Linked DNA regions of Mus musculus: region 2 is linked to region 1. Evidence: chromatin contacts called from public HiChIP or PLAC-seq data. All regions are on one chromosome and are shown on one strand. The core of a region is the stretch at or near the end of the contact, and the rest is flanking DNA. Distances in the headings are between cores, read along the strand shown.

What was found. HiChIP or PLAC-seq counts read pairs in DNA pulled down with a chosen protein or histone mark.
Region 2: an H3K27ac HiChIP or PLAC-seq map of VIP interneurons shows a contact between it and region 1, with 5 times the contacts expected there. The contact joins two enhancer-like sites. A contact is called at or near these places in 2 of 15 datasets of contacts at CTCF or cohesin (the NIH/3T3 cell line and pro-B cells), 7 of 484 Hi-C or Micro-C datasets (the P5424 cell line, bone marrow-derived macrophages, cerebellum and 4 more), 12 of 115 datasets of contacts at active chromatin or transcription factors (VIP interneurons, embryonic basal ganglia, embryonic forebrain and 6 more) and 2 of 9 other capture datasets (embryonic stem cells and liver).

What each region holds. Positions count from the first base shown.
Region 1 is chr11:118,547,071-118,553,196 of GRCm38.p6, reverse strand. The region is part of intron 4 of Rbfox3 (RNA binding protein, fox-1 homolog (C. elegans) 3); the gene reads left to right. Among named protein-coding and RNA genes, the nearest start is that of Engase, 73 kb to the right of the region's middle. Within about 2 kb of position 2,211, at least 15 of the 459 cell types and tissues checked have an H3K27ac peak or open chromatin away from gene starts, as enhancers often do. A contact at or near this core is called in VIP interneurons, where this site is marked.
Region 2 is chr11:118,737,724-118,743,696 of GRCm38.p6, reverse strand. The region is part of intron 2 of Rbfox3 (RNA binding protein, fox-1 homolog (C. elegans) 3); the gene reads left to right. Among named protein-coding and RNA genes, the nearest start is that of Gm11750, 45 kb to the left of the region's middle. Within about 2 kb of position 4,071, at least 43 of the 459 cell types and tissues checked have an H3K27ac peak or open chromatin away from gene starts, as enhancers often do. A contact at or near this core is called in VIP interneurons, where this site is marked.

The sequences.
Region 1 (6,126 bases), core at 962-3,461:
CTGCAGGCTCTGTTCCTGGGTTCGTTTTGTTCCTGGCACTAAGGGTAGAGATATGTGTGTGTGATGCTGGGTCCCTTGGGTGATTCTGGCACTTAGAGAAGTTCTGGGTGAACCTCCTTATTTCCCTTCCTCAGTCTCTGTTCCCTGTGCCTTTGAGGCTCTCCCCAATAATCATCTAAGAACACCAGAAAACAGCTGGGAGTCTTCTGGGTAAGGCTCAGAGGGGGCCTCCTAGAGCCTCTGTCTGCCAAGGGTTAACTGCTGTTCCTTGCCTTCCCCTGTATCCCTTGTGTCACACACACACACACACACACACACACACACACACACACACACACACACACACACACACACATCTGCCTTGCCCCTAGTGACTTCCCACAGAGAACCTGTAGTACTGTTTTTGTTGATCAAGTTAGCTCTTCCCACCGGCACCCAAGCTCCCCCCCTCCCCATTCTGCAGGAGCTCCTACTAAGACAGCAGAGATGGATGCTGCCAAGTGCAGGAGCCTCAAAAAACCTGGTGTGTGGGCCCTACAGCTTTAGCCATGATCCTTGACAACTGTCTGGGGGTGTTTGAAAGCCAGACTGAAGTCTCCCAAGATTCAGCTGGGTCCCTTCTCACTGCCCTCGTTTGCCTCGGGCTCTTAGAGCTTCCAGAACCTTCCTGGCCTGTTCTGTCCCTCTCTCCATCCCCGGCTTCAGACTCCCCCCCCCCCCCCCATCTCACACTTTCCAGAACCTCGACACAGAATGAGTCCTGGTGCCAAGGCCTACCTGCAGGTTCTGTATTGATTTGCCCGCTGTCTCCGTTGACGCTGCCGAGCCGAGCGGAGGCAGCCCCACCAGCTGAGGAGAGCAGGAAGCCGCTTCTGCTGACTTTCCAGAATGTACCGTATGCTTAGGCCTCAGGACAGGGGGCCCCAGCTTGCTCGCCTCGGAGCAAGCTGTTTACTTTTGAGCGGCTCAGCAAAAAGGCAGGGGAAGACCCAGGAGGAGTGGATCCCACTGGCCTTGTCTGGACACCATCTGGCCCAGAGATGCCCAGGGCACAGGCAGCCAGGAGTTCAGCAAGAGTCCTGTTCTGCATCTGAGGCAAGCACTCAGTAATGGGTGAGGAGCTGGCAGGCAGGGGCCTGGCCAGGGGGCCTTTCTTAGAGTTCTCCCCACCCAGGTAGTGTGGATCCCTGCCCTACATGGGGATTGAATAGCTGGGTCTTGATGACCTCCTGTCTGCTCAAAGCTGCACTCTAGGATTCAAATCAAAATGGTGGCATTTCTGCATGACAAAACAGAGCTTAGAAAGGAGCCTAACAGCTCCATCTCTCAGCCTAGGACCCACTTAGCCGAGGAGCATATCCCTCCAGCCTCATGTCCCCGACTCACAGTTCCCCCAGGTTAGTTAGACATTCACACTTCCTATGTTCACCCTCCAACTCCCCACCATCCCACCCTGACGCCAGTCAGAGTCCTCCAGCCTCCATGGTTCACCGTGCCAGGACAGGGCAAGACAGGGTCTCCTGGTGGGATTACAAGGTTAGCAGTGCACCGTGCAGACCGAGGTGCTCCAGGTGAGAGGAGAAAAGGAGACACCCTGAGCATGCTGGGAAAGATCTACCTCACTCTTCTTCCGCCAAAGCCTCTGTGTCTGAGAAACCTGCAACTTTGGCAGCATCAGGGAGCTCTCAAGGTGACGTCCCTCTCAAGGTGGCACCCCAGGGATTCTGTGGAGAATAACTCCACTGGAGAGAAAAGTAGGCGGTTGGCTTTTTCCACCCAGCCACCTGCATTTCCCCAACAGGCCTGGGTTCCGCTTTCCTGCCAGGCCCCAGCCAGCCTGTCCCCTCCTCCTCCACCTGCTATCCACAGCCCCACCCCTAGCCCTACTCTCCCCTCCCCCACCCTCACCACCCAGCAACACCCGAGGGCTTTGTTAGCACAACTCGGTTCAAATGTCTGATTAGTCCTTAGGAGATCGCAGGGTCAATTTTCTACAGCTCCTTCCTCTCCATTTAACTAATTTAACTGCACGATTGTTACAAATTTCATTTTATTATAGCCCGCTTCTCAGTCCAATTGAATTACTAAAATCTCATTTTCTCAGAAGTGCTGAATATGTAATTAGAGGAAAAATTATGCTCCTGCCTGCCTATTAGGCTGGTTCACACATGTGTACATGTGACACGTGTGAGTCGTCGTGAGGTGGGCTTGGCCAGAGGCTGGCTGGCTGGAGCCCAGTACGTCCCCAGCAGAGGCAGACACGTGGAGGTCAGCGTCATGCAGGATGGGGTGCCCATCTGTGTGGAAGGGACCCAGTGTGCGCAGGCAGCCTGTGATTGCACGAGAGGAAAACCACATTAACTCCAGATTACGAATTAAACAATATCTGTGGGCCATTGTAATTAAGGGGAAATTCAATTCCCTTCTAATGCCCCATTATGTCTGGCTCGGCAAGGTAAGCTTGGGCTAAGCGGCCCCTTTAGTGGGAGGAGAGGTCACAGGGAGAGCTTTAGCCACAGGTCTGCCCCCTTCATGGTTCCTGGGTCCCAGCAGGGATGGGGTAGGAGGGCATAAAGTGTTCTGATCTATGGATTTCTAAGGATTCCTTCTTAGCCACTTCCAGGAGGATCCTTCTGTGGCCCCACAGGGATCTTCCACAGCTGCAGGGTTTGGTGTCGCAGGCAACCCTTGTCCAGAGTATGGTGTGGCTTAGAGAGGGCTGCCAATGGGGAGAGCAAGGAAGACTTTAGCTATCAGCTGCAGGAAAGGGGCCTCCAGGCCCCTTGATGGTGCTGCGTTATAGGGGGATACACCATATGAGGTCACATCAAGTGCTGATGCCCAGGAGTGTCTGATGGGACATGTGTCATCCTGAAGCCATGAGGTCTCTCCAGGCTTGTGGCTCCCCAGACAGAGTGTTGGCAGTCAGGTACAGGTTTCCTCTCTGTTATTCTTTTCTCTCAACCTGTTCTGTGGTCTCTGGGAACACCTGGGCTTCTTGCCTCTGTGGTCTGACTTTTGTTGGTCACTTTCCTCCTCATTCCTTGGGTAGCTCCTAAGCATTCTGGGAATGCCTAGCTAGGGTGACCTCATTATAGCTAGATTGTGTTCTCTGACCCACCCCAGCCTCAGCTCACTGCAGAGGGCCTCATGCCTCAAACCTGTAGATTCCAAGAGAGACAGATTACTGGTCTAGTATGCCCCACCCACAAGATACTATAAAAAGAATGGGGGGTGAGCCCTCCCAATTGCTCTGGAATCTTCTTCCTCAGAGAGATTTCTGACCTAAAGGTCTGCTGGAGAAGTTACAGGTGGGCTGGATAGGTGCGGGGTCCTTGGTTGCCCTGACCTGGTCTCAGAGACAGCGCAGGAGGTGGACCCAAAGCAGGTAGGACAGCTGTAGCCTCTACACACTGCCCTTTATCCCTGAGTACCATGAGAACCACCCAGAAAACCACAGCTGCTTCCCGGCTGTGGGTCTGGTGAGAATTCCCGAGGCTTTAAGCAGAGACACCATCACTCAAGCACCAGCTGGGGGGATGGGGAATGAGGATGCCTTCTCCATTCCCCAGCCGCAGGGAGAAGCTCCCGTCTCCATCATGCCCTTGGGCATCATGTCAGCTCTTCTTTGGGTGTGAGGGGGTGTGGTGGCTTGGAGTGTGTAGCCATGAGCTCATGGAGATGACGGACAGCTCATGTGTGGGGTGAATGGGAACGCAATCCAAACACTACATGCATGGGCATGAGTGTGCGCCTAAGTGATGCCTGGTGACATGGGTACAGCTCCAGTCTCCATATCTGTGTCTCTCTAACCCCAGCCAAGCTTCAAGCACGTGGAGGCAGCGAAGGTCTCATCCAACCCTTTCCTTGTCCGTCTGTCCTCTTCTTCCACATGAGTGCCTGGGCAATCTCTTAGGATCACGTAGCAATGTCAGGACTGTACACCCATGAGCAGAGCTGAGGAGCTGACAGCGAGCAGACCAGCCCCAGTGCAGCCCACCCCATCTCTCCTCTGTCACTCTTGACCACCATGTCCGTCTTTCCATTCATTCTGGGGTGTCAGGAGGGGGGGCCAACCTGGTGATGCTGCATCCCACCTGCCTCTGCCTCTTGATCAGCAAAAGTTCAGGCACCCCAGCTTGGCTCCCCCAGTCCTGTGCTCTCTGCTGTCTGTCAGGCTGTCTAGCAAAGCCATCTGCATTCCAGACCCCTAAATCCTACCAGACTCCCACCTCCAACAGAGATGTCCATGTGACCTCGGTTTGTTGCCTTTAGCCTCTGGCTTGGCCATGAGTGTGTGGTGAACACCTTAGCATGTAACTGCATACACACACACACACACACACACACACACTGTGCACTGCTCACCCCACACTGCTCTCCTTCTTCTCTTACCCCCTCCAGTCACATATCAGCCTAGCGCATAGTGGCCCACGGTCTCCAAGCCAGTGCTCTTAGTCTGAGTGCCCTGGCTTCCAGCATCCCATGGGTACAGGGCTTTGGAAGCTGAGCTTGCTGGGTGGAATTGCTGTCAGCCTTAAATGTTAGAGAAGGGAAGACCTGGGGCCTTTGCCTGAGCTAGCTCAGCATGGGTTCCATTTGCCCGAAGCAAGCTCGCCCATGGGGTATGGAGGATGCGCCTGCTCTCTGAGAAATTCTGGCTGCCCCGTTGGTCTGCATCAGCGTGTGGGACCCTGGACTCTGAGGCTCGTGGTCAGCAACGCCGGCTGCTGCTGGCCGAGGACTCACTTCTCTTTCCTGTCTCCCTGCCAGCCTCTCACTGGGATACTGCTTGCTTCTATGAGCTCAAGCCTAGACTCTCACTAGAAGCCTTTACCCTGGGATATATCTCTCTGCAGAGGTTCCAGGCAAACTCACTAGGCCCAAAAGCATGGGAACCTGTTCACAGCCTCTGTAAATAGGAAGATGGAGAGAGACTCTCTCTCTCTCCCATTGTCAATACTGTTTACAGAGTTTTTGCCCTAGAGGCCTGGCTGACCACCCCAGGGGCCCAACAGAGGCCCCATGGCACCAGTAGGGTTTGCCAGTGGCTGCCAGGTCTCCAGCAGCTCCTAAGTGGTTCCATGAACAGTACGCCTACCCTAAAAGTCCCTACCCCTGCCCCGCCTAAGGGCTTTTTATTCATTTATAGCTAATTTTTCCTGCCAGAAAACAGTGGCCCTGAGCTTGGCTGCCCGCCTCTGCTGACCTCACTCGGACATTTACACCAGGCTATCTCTTCCCTCATCTCCATGTACTCTCTACTGGGGTTCCGGCTGGGTATGCTCAGATCCGTGTGAGAGCTGAGCTCGTACAGGGTCTGAAGGCTTCTGCTGTGTGAGGAAGGGTAACAAGAGGAGTGGGGGGGCAGCCGTCCCACACTTCCTGTGCTGGCTGCTTCACCTGTCCTCCGTGCAGACTGGAAGGGGACACAAGGACATCTCCATTTCACAGTGGTGGAAATGGAGGTACAGGATGCAGGTCTGCCTAGATCAGGAAACAGATGTGAGCTATCCTGGACAGCCACGTACTAGAGTTTAAGGTCTTTGTCCTTGGGGTGGGAGGCCAAGTTTGATGCATGCAGCATCCTGACACATCTCCTCCCTGTTCCCTGGAAGGTTGTCTGTGAGCATCAGTACCCCCTACTTTTCTATTCTATATGGGACCTCTGGTCCACATACGTGTGTGCAGGTATACACAGTGCATCAATGGATGTGGAAGCCAGAGGAAGCCTTCAGGTGTCCTCCCTCTCTCTCTCTGCCTTATATCCCTTTGACACAGGGTCTCTCACAGAACCAGTTGCTCACCTTTTCAGCCATGCTAACCAGAAGCAAGCTCTCAGGATGCCCCACCCCCACTCCCGCACCAAATTGCTGGGGTCACAGGCATGCACAAGTGTGCTCAGGTTTTTTACACGAATGCTAAGAATTCAAACTCAGGTCCTTACGCTTGCAGAGCAAACACTATTACCCACTGAGCTACCCCACCCACCCCAGCCTCTTTCTTTCGTCTTCTCATAGGACAGACAGACAGGATAAGTACCGGGTCACCAGAGTGGCCTCAGTTTGACCTGGTGACCTATGAAAGACCTGACGTGCTGGGTTTTGGGCCTCAGCACACACTCTT
Region 2 (5,973 bases), core at 2,822-5,321, 190 kb before region 1:
CTTTAGGTCCCCTCCCCCCACAGTCTGCCCTGTGTTCCAGAGTGGAGTGGGAGAGGTCAGCAATGGGGAGGTCAGTGGGCTGTGGCTGTGGCTATGGCTGTGGCTGTGGCTGTGGCTGTGGCTGTGGCTGTGGCTATGGCTGTGGCTGTGGCTGTAGCTGTGTGTCAAGCCATAGCACCCAGGCCTGACTGTTCATCTGTAATGCTGTCTGCCATTTGTCAGCTGTTGGGGTGTGATGGGGCTGCTCTAGGATCCTGTGGGGGCTCTTGGAGGGATGCACAGAGCTGTCTTGAGCCAAGCTCAGCATGGTATTGTGATGGGGGAGCTGGAATAGTTTTTTGGGGTCCTCCACCCTTCAAAGGAAACAAGGGAACTGAGGTCTCACCTCCCACTCTATCCCTTCCCATGTGCACCCAAACACCACGGTGCCTCAGCTGGGACACACCCTGTAACCTGTACAATCAGGTGTTTGCATTTGAGGATCCCCTCAAGGTCTTATTATTGATTCACTGGATGGATGACTGGTCAGTTGATTGATTGATTGATTGATTGACTGACTGACTGATTGACTGATTGATTGATTGGTTTTGAGCCCATGGTGTGTGAAGGAGTCTTTCTTTTAGGCTGACTCTGCTGTCCCTCTTGGGGTTGGAGTTGGCCTCTTTGAAGACTGTATTACCCATCTCTCACCACTTGGTGGCACCCACAAGCAGCCAATGAGCGAGGGCTAAGTACCAAAATGTTGGGTGTGAGTGGGATCCTGCAAAGCCCTCTAGCCAAAGTTCCCTAGTGCTTACCTTTTTGCTCGCTCTGCCACTTCAGAAGTTACCTCCTGTCACCCACTGTCATCCTAAAAGAAGGCTCGGGGGCTGCTTGATGTGTGTAGCTTCTCTTTGGAGGGCTCTGGCCTGTGATTTCAAACTTGAGCATGCCCCAGCCTCTCTTTCAAGAACTCAGGGATTTTGTCCGAGTTCTCCTGTGTGTCTTGTGTTGTGGCATTGCATGTTAATTTGCTTCTACTTTGGCATTGGACATGCGCCTCCATGTCTCCCTTTGTGGAATGGGAAAGCAACAGTCTTGGGGAAGGTTGTGCCTGGTACTCTGACTGCTAGGGATCAAGACATCTTCTCAAGCCAGAGCCTCACCACCTTCCTGGGGGAGGCCCCGTGCTTTCCTAGGTCTCTCTGTATCCCAGATCTCTAGATCCCCCTAGCTTCACCCACCACCGAATCCCATCCTGGGGAAGCAGAGTGCACAGGCTCGGGAATACCTTCCCCCTGCAGAACCCAGCTCCTTTAGCCATCTGGTTCCGCATACATCAGTACCCTACTGGTGCCAGGGGAGCCAGGAAAGAGAGGCAGCATCTTCTCTCCTCCCCTCCCCTCCCCTCCCCTCCTCTCTCCTCCCCTCCCCTCCCCTCCCCTCCTCTCCTTTTCTCTCCCCTCCCCTCCCCTCCCCTCCCCTCCCCTCCTCTCCTCTCCTCCTGTCTCCCCCTCCCTCCTCCCCTCCCCTCTGTTCCCCTCTCCTCCCCTCCCTTCCTCTCTTCTCCCCTTTCCTTTTCTTCCCTCTTTCCTCCTCCCCTCCCCTCCCCTCCTCTCCCTTCCTCTCCTCCTTTCTCTTCCCCATCTTTACCGTCAGATGGTCCCAGGTGTTCTCTGTTGCAGTGATAAACACTACGACCAAAAGCAAGTAGGGAAAAGAGGGTTTATTTCAGCTTACTTCTTACAGAATTGTGAAGACAAGTCAGGGCAGGAGCTTAAGGCAGGGGCCAACGCAGGAGCCAGTGGAGGGCTGCAGCTTACTGCCTTGTGCAGCCTGTACTTTCATACACCCTAGGACCACCTGCCCAAAGGTAGCCCACCCACTGTGGGCGGGGCCCTCCCTGCCAATCATCAATGAAGGAAATTCCCCAAAGGCTAGTCTGATAAGGCATTCTCTCTCTCTCTCTCTCTCTCTCTCTCTCTCTCTCTCTCTCTCTGGTTTTTCAAGACAAGGTTTCTCTGTATAGCCCTGGCTGTCCTGGAACTCACTCTGTAGACCAGGCTGGCCTTGAACTCAGAAATCCGCCTGCCTCTGCCTCCCGAGATAAGGCATTTTCTTAGCTGATGTCCTCTTAGACAACTTTAGCTTGTGTCAAGTTGACAAAAACCTAACCAGGATACCTCTAGTTCCCTGCTCTCCCCTCCCCCCCAGCTATGCTCTAAGTAGCTCTCTGCTGCCCCCACTTGGCTCAGCATCGCCAGATGTGTGGACCCCAGAGCCAGATCCAGCCACTCCAAGAAGAATAAGATCCAAGCAATGTCTCTCTGGGAGGGGACGCCTGGCAGTGTTCACTCAGGACTCAGCTTCTCTCAGGGCTTCTCAGAGCCGGTTTCTGTCCATCACTAGCTGGATCGTGGTTCTGGAACTTTCCAAGGGACTTGCCATTGCTATGTCATTGTGCTTGCAGGGGTCGGCATGTTGGAATGCACCCATTGAGCAGGATCAGAGGTTGTCACCTTTGAGGTGAATTCAGACCGTGGGACGTCTGGTGATAACCCTTGAGGTTGGGATCAGCAGAGCCTGTGTGAGGCTCAGACGTGGGTCTGCTGTGACAGCCTGGTCTGTCAGTCAGCCCAGTGAATGTCTGTGGCCATGACACTTCTCATGTTGATTCTTGAGGGTGTTCTAGAAAGTTCTTCTCAGCTCCTGAGCTTTGTCTTCTCTGTGTAGCATCTGCTAAGATCTCACCTCCTTCCTCAAACTTGCTTGTAGTGTTGTGTGGTCCATGGCTCTTCCCGGGCTCTCTCATCTGAACACAAGTCAAGCTCCCAGGTCCTTGCACTGCTTTTCTCTGATTTGTCTTCATTGACTTTGCACTGCCTTAGCGGGTGGTGATACGGTGCTCTTAACAGCCCAGCAGTGGGGGTGTGGCTCACTTTGGAGAAGTGGCAGAGATGAGAGGGAAAGCCCACGTGGGCGATTGTTTCATTTGGATGGATGCTGAGTGACTTGGAGAATGACCGTGGCAAGGTGGCAAAGCTCTGACCAGGCCTCTTGGAGCAGGCTACCTTGTACTGCAGACATGTGTCCTGTGCATCTCCTTTATTTACTCTTTCCACTGGGAGGTCTGTATACCACCTCTCAGGCCTGGAGTGTACACAGAAACAGGCAGAGCTTCCTCCTCCTCAGCCTAGCACCTAGAGGAAGAGGAGTAGAGATCTGATTTCCTGATAGTGTCTGCCACTTGTGCCTTGGGGACCCACTGTCCCAGTGATGGAATCGGGCTTGGTTCTAGGATACCTTCTGCACCAACCTCCTGTCTCAGTGACAACAAGGCTGGCTTTGTAGGCTGCTCCCACAGCTCTAAGTGATGCTGACCTCTTCCCACCTGCTGACTCTCCACCCAGTGCCTTCTGTCCTCTTCTCGGGTGTTCATGCCGCCAGCAGAAGGATCTGTCTGCATATAATCTATGTGCAGGCAATTCTGACCCTGCCAGCTGTCTGGGCACCAGTCTGTGCCAGTTAATACCACCAGGTGGCGTTGTGTACCGTGCAACTGCACTGCTGGCTCAGTTCCCTTCTTGACATGACTCATCTTTGGTCTTCTAAGAAACAAGTTGAACAGAAGTAGGAGTGGGGGCATTGCAGGAGGAGTGACCCCAGTCTCCTTTACTGTTACCATGTAACTACGAACCCCAAATCCGTCTCATTAGAGATTCCAAGTGTTCACAGGAAAGTACCTTGGACTTGTTAATTTTTTCTGCTGCTCACATCAGATGCGGTGCACATTATATAATAAGTTTATGTTTGTGAGAAGGAACTGGGTTTTACTCGGAGAAGCTGGGTAAAGGATCCGTCAGCAGGTCCCCTGATGTGCTCACTAACAACTCCAAATAAGTTCCATAAGCTTAGCTCATATCTGGCTCATGGCACTGTGGATTGCTGGCCTCAATCTGGCCCGCTGTGACCACACTCCAGTGCCCAAGCTCATAAAGCAAACGCCTGGCAGCTGGTAGGCAGAGGAAAGTGTTCACCCCGCTTTCTGGTTCTGCAAACTTCCCTTAGAAGTAGAACACGCCCACTGCCACGTCATTGGCCAAAGCAAGTCACATGGCAGTCCCTGCCCTGAAATGGATGGGAAGGTTAGTCCGACTGTATCCCAGCAGAAGTGATGGGAAGATTAGCCTGGCTGCTAGCCACAAAACACCAGCTGGTTCATGGGTCCAGGTACCCGCAGGGAGTGGGGTCCTGGGCTCAGTTTAAGAATAAGAACAGCGATTGCTTCAATGTGGTCGCAGCCCTGTGATGGTCTGAGGGTTAAATGCCGCGCCCAGGGTCAAGATCAGGGTGCAGAGTGGGAATAGCAACCTCTTCAGCTGCTAAGCCATAAGCAGAGCTTTGACAGCCGCTGCCCACTGAGCACTGACTGGCCAACAGCTGCTCTTAAGGGGGTGGGAGAAATGACGTGATGGAGTGTCCATGTCCCATTTATCTCGGCCAAACTCTCATCCTGTCCTGACAAGGATTGCCACGACTCACAACAACTGCTGTTGCAGACTGAGGTGAAAATCAGAGGCAGCAAGCGGGAAGCCTGCTCCTCAGCGGCCTTGATGGGAGCACTGCTATGCAAAGAATCTTCCACCAGGGGGCAGCAGACATCCTCTGCAAACTGCTGCAAAAGAGCTTGGGATCCAGGAATCCAAAGCCCAGAGCTGGTCAGGCCAGGCTTCTATTACAGGTCGTGAATCTGAGATGCACAGCACGGTGTGGCACCTCAAATACTTGCATAATGATCGTCACGTGTCTCCATGTTCCTCAACTCCAACTCACATGCAAGCACGGTATATTGGCATGCGTATAGCCTTGTGTCTATTCCTATGTCAGCTCACACGGTGTGGTCAGTTAGAGTCAGATTAAAAGCAGCACCATGCATGGCTATCTTATTGGCAGTCTGGTTATAAACTTGAACCTTAACATGATACAAGGGGGCTATATATGACATCATAATTAACAAGAGGAAACCGAGGCCCAAGAAAGTTAAATCACCTCCAGGTCCCCCTCAGTCACAGGAGCCGGAGCCCTAGTCCATGTGTGCTGGGTCTAAATTGCTTCCTTTCTTCCCCTCCAGCATTTCTTCCAGACAGCTTGTTACCCAGGGTCAGGAGGTGAGGGTGAGAGGAGGGCGCTGTGGCGCCACCCAGTGGCTCTGCTGGGGAATGTGGATGTTAGGCTGGAGGCAGTGTAAAAGATCAAGGCTGGAGATTTGAAGACTGACGTCCACGAAAACCAACCAGGGCCAGTCTGAGAGATGAAGGGGGGAACTGATAGAAGAGTCACAGGCCACACACACACACACACACACACACACACACACCGCCCCCCCCATCCTTCACTGACCACCAAAGGGACGTGGAGGAGCCTACTGGGAGCATGAAGAGGAGGGGAGCAGGTAGTGTAATTGGCTGGAGATTATGAGGTCTGAAAATCTCCCTCCATGCTAGAAAAGAGGTGTCTCACCCTGGCATCTGAGTGAGAAGATGCCTCCCCGTGAGAAGCTTCTCTTTCCAGGGGTTCCTAACACTTCACACACACACACACACACACACACACACACCCTGTAGCTCCCCATTGCCTGGGTGCACCCTGAGCTAGCCCCTGCTGGTTAAAGGGGGCAATGCTGGAAGGATTGCCCCTAGAGGGCAAACTGACAAGTGTACCCTGCAAAGCCTTGGTAGTTCTCTACCCTCAGGCACTGCAGCAGGTAGAGAGGACGGGCCAATGAAAGTAGCAGCAAGACCACCCGACCACACAGCCCAGGCAAGAGTGTTTTAAGAATCCCACATGAACCCTGGTGTAGAGACATACATCTTTAGTCCTACCATTCAGGAGGTAGACACAGGCAGATCTCTGAGTCTGAGCCAGCCTGGGCTTCAGAGTGAATTCTGAGAGAGAGCTACATAGTAAGACCCTGTCTCAAAAAAATTAATAATA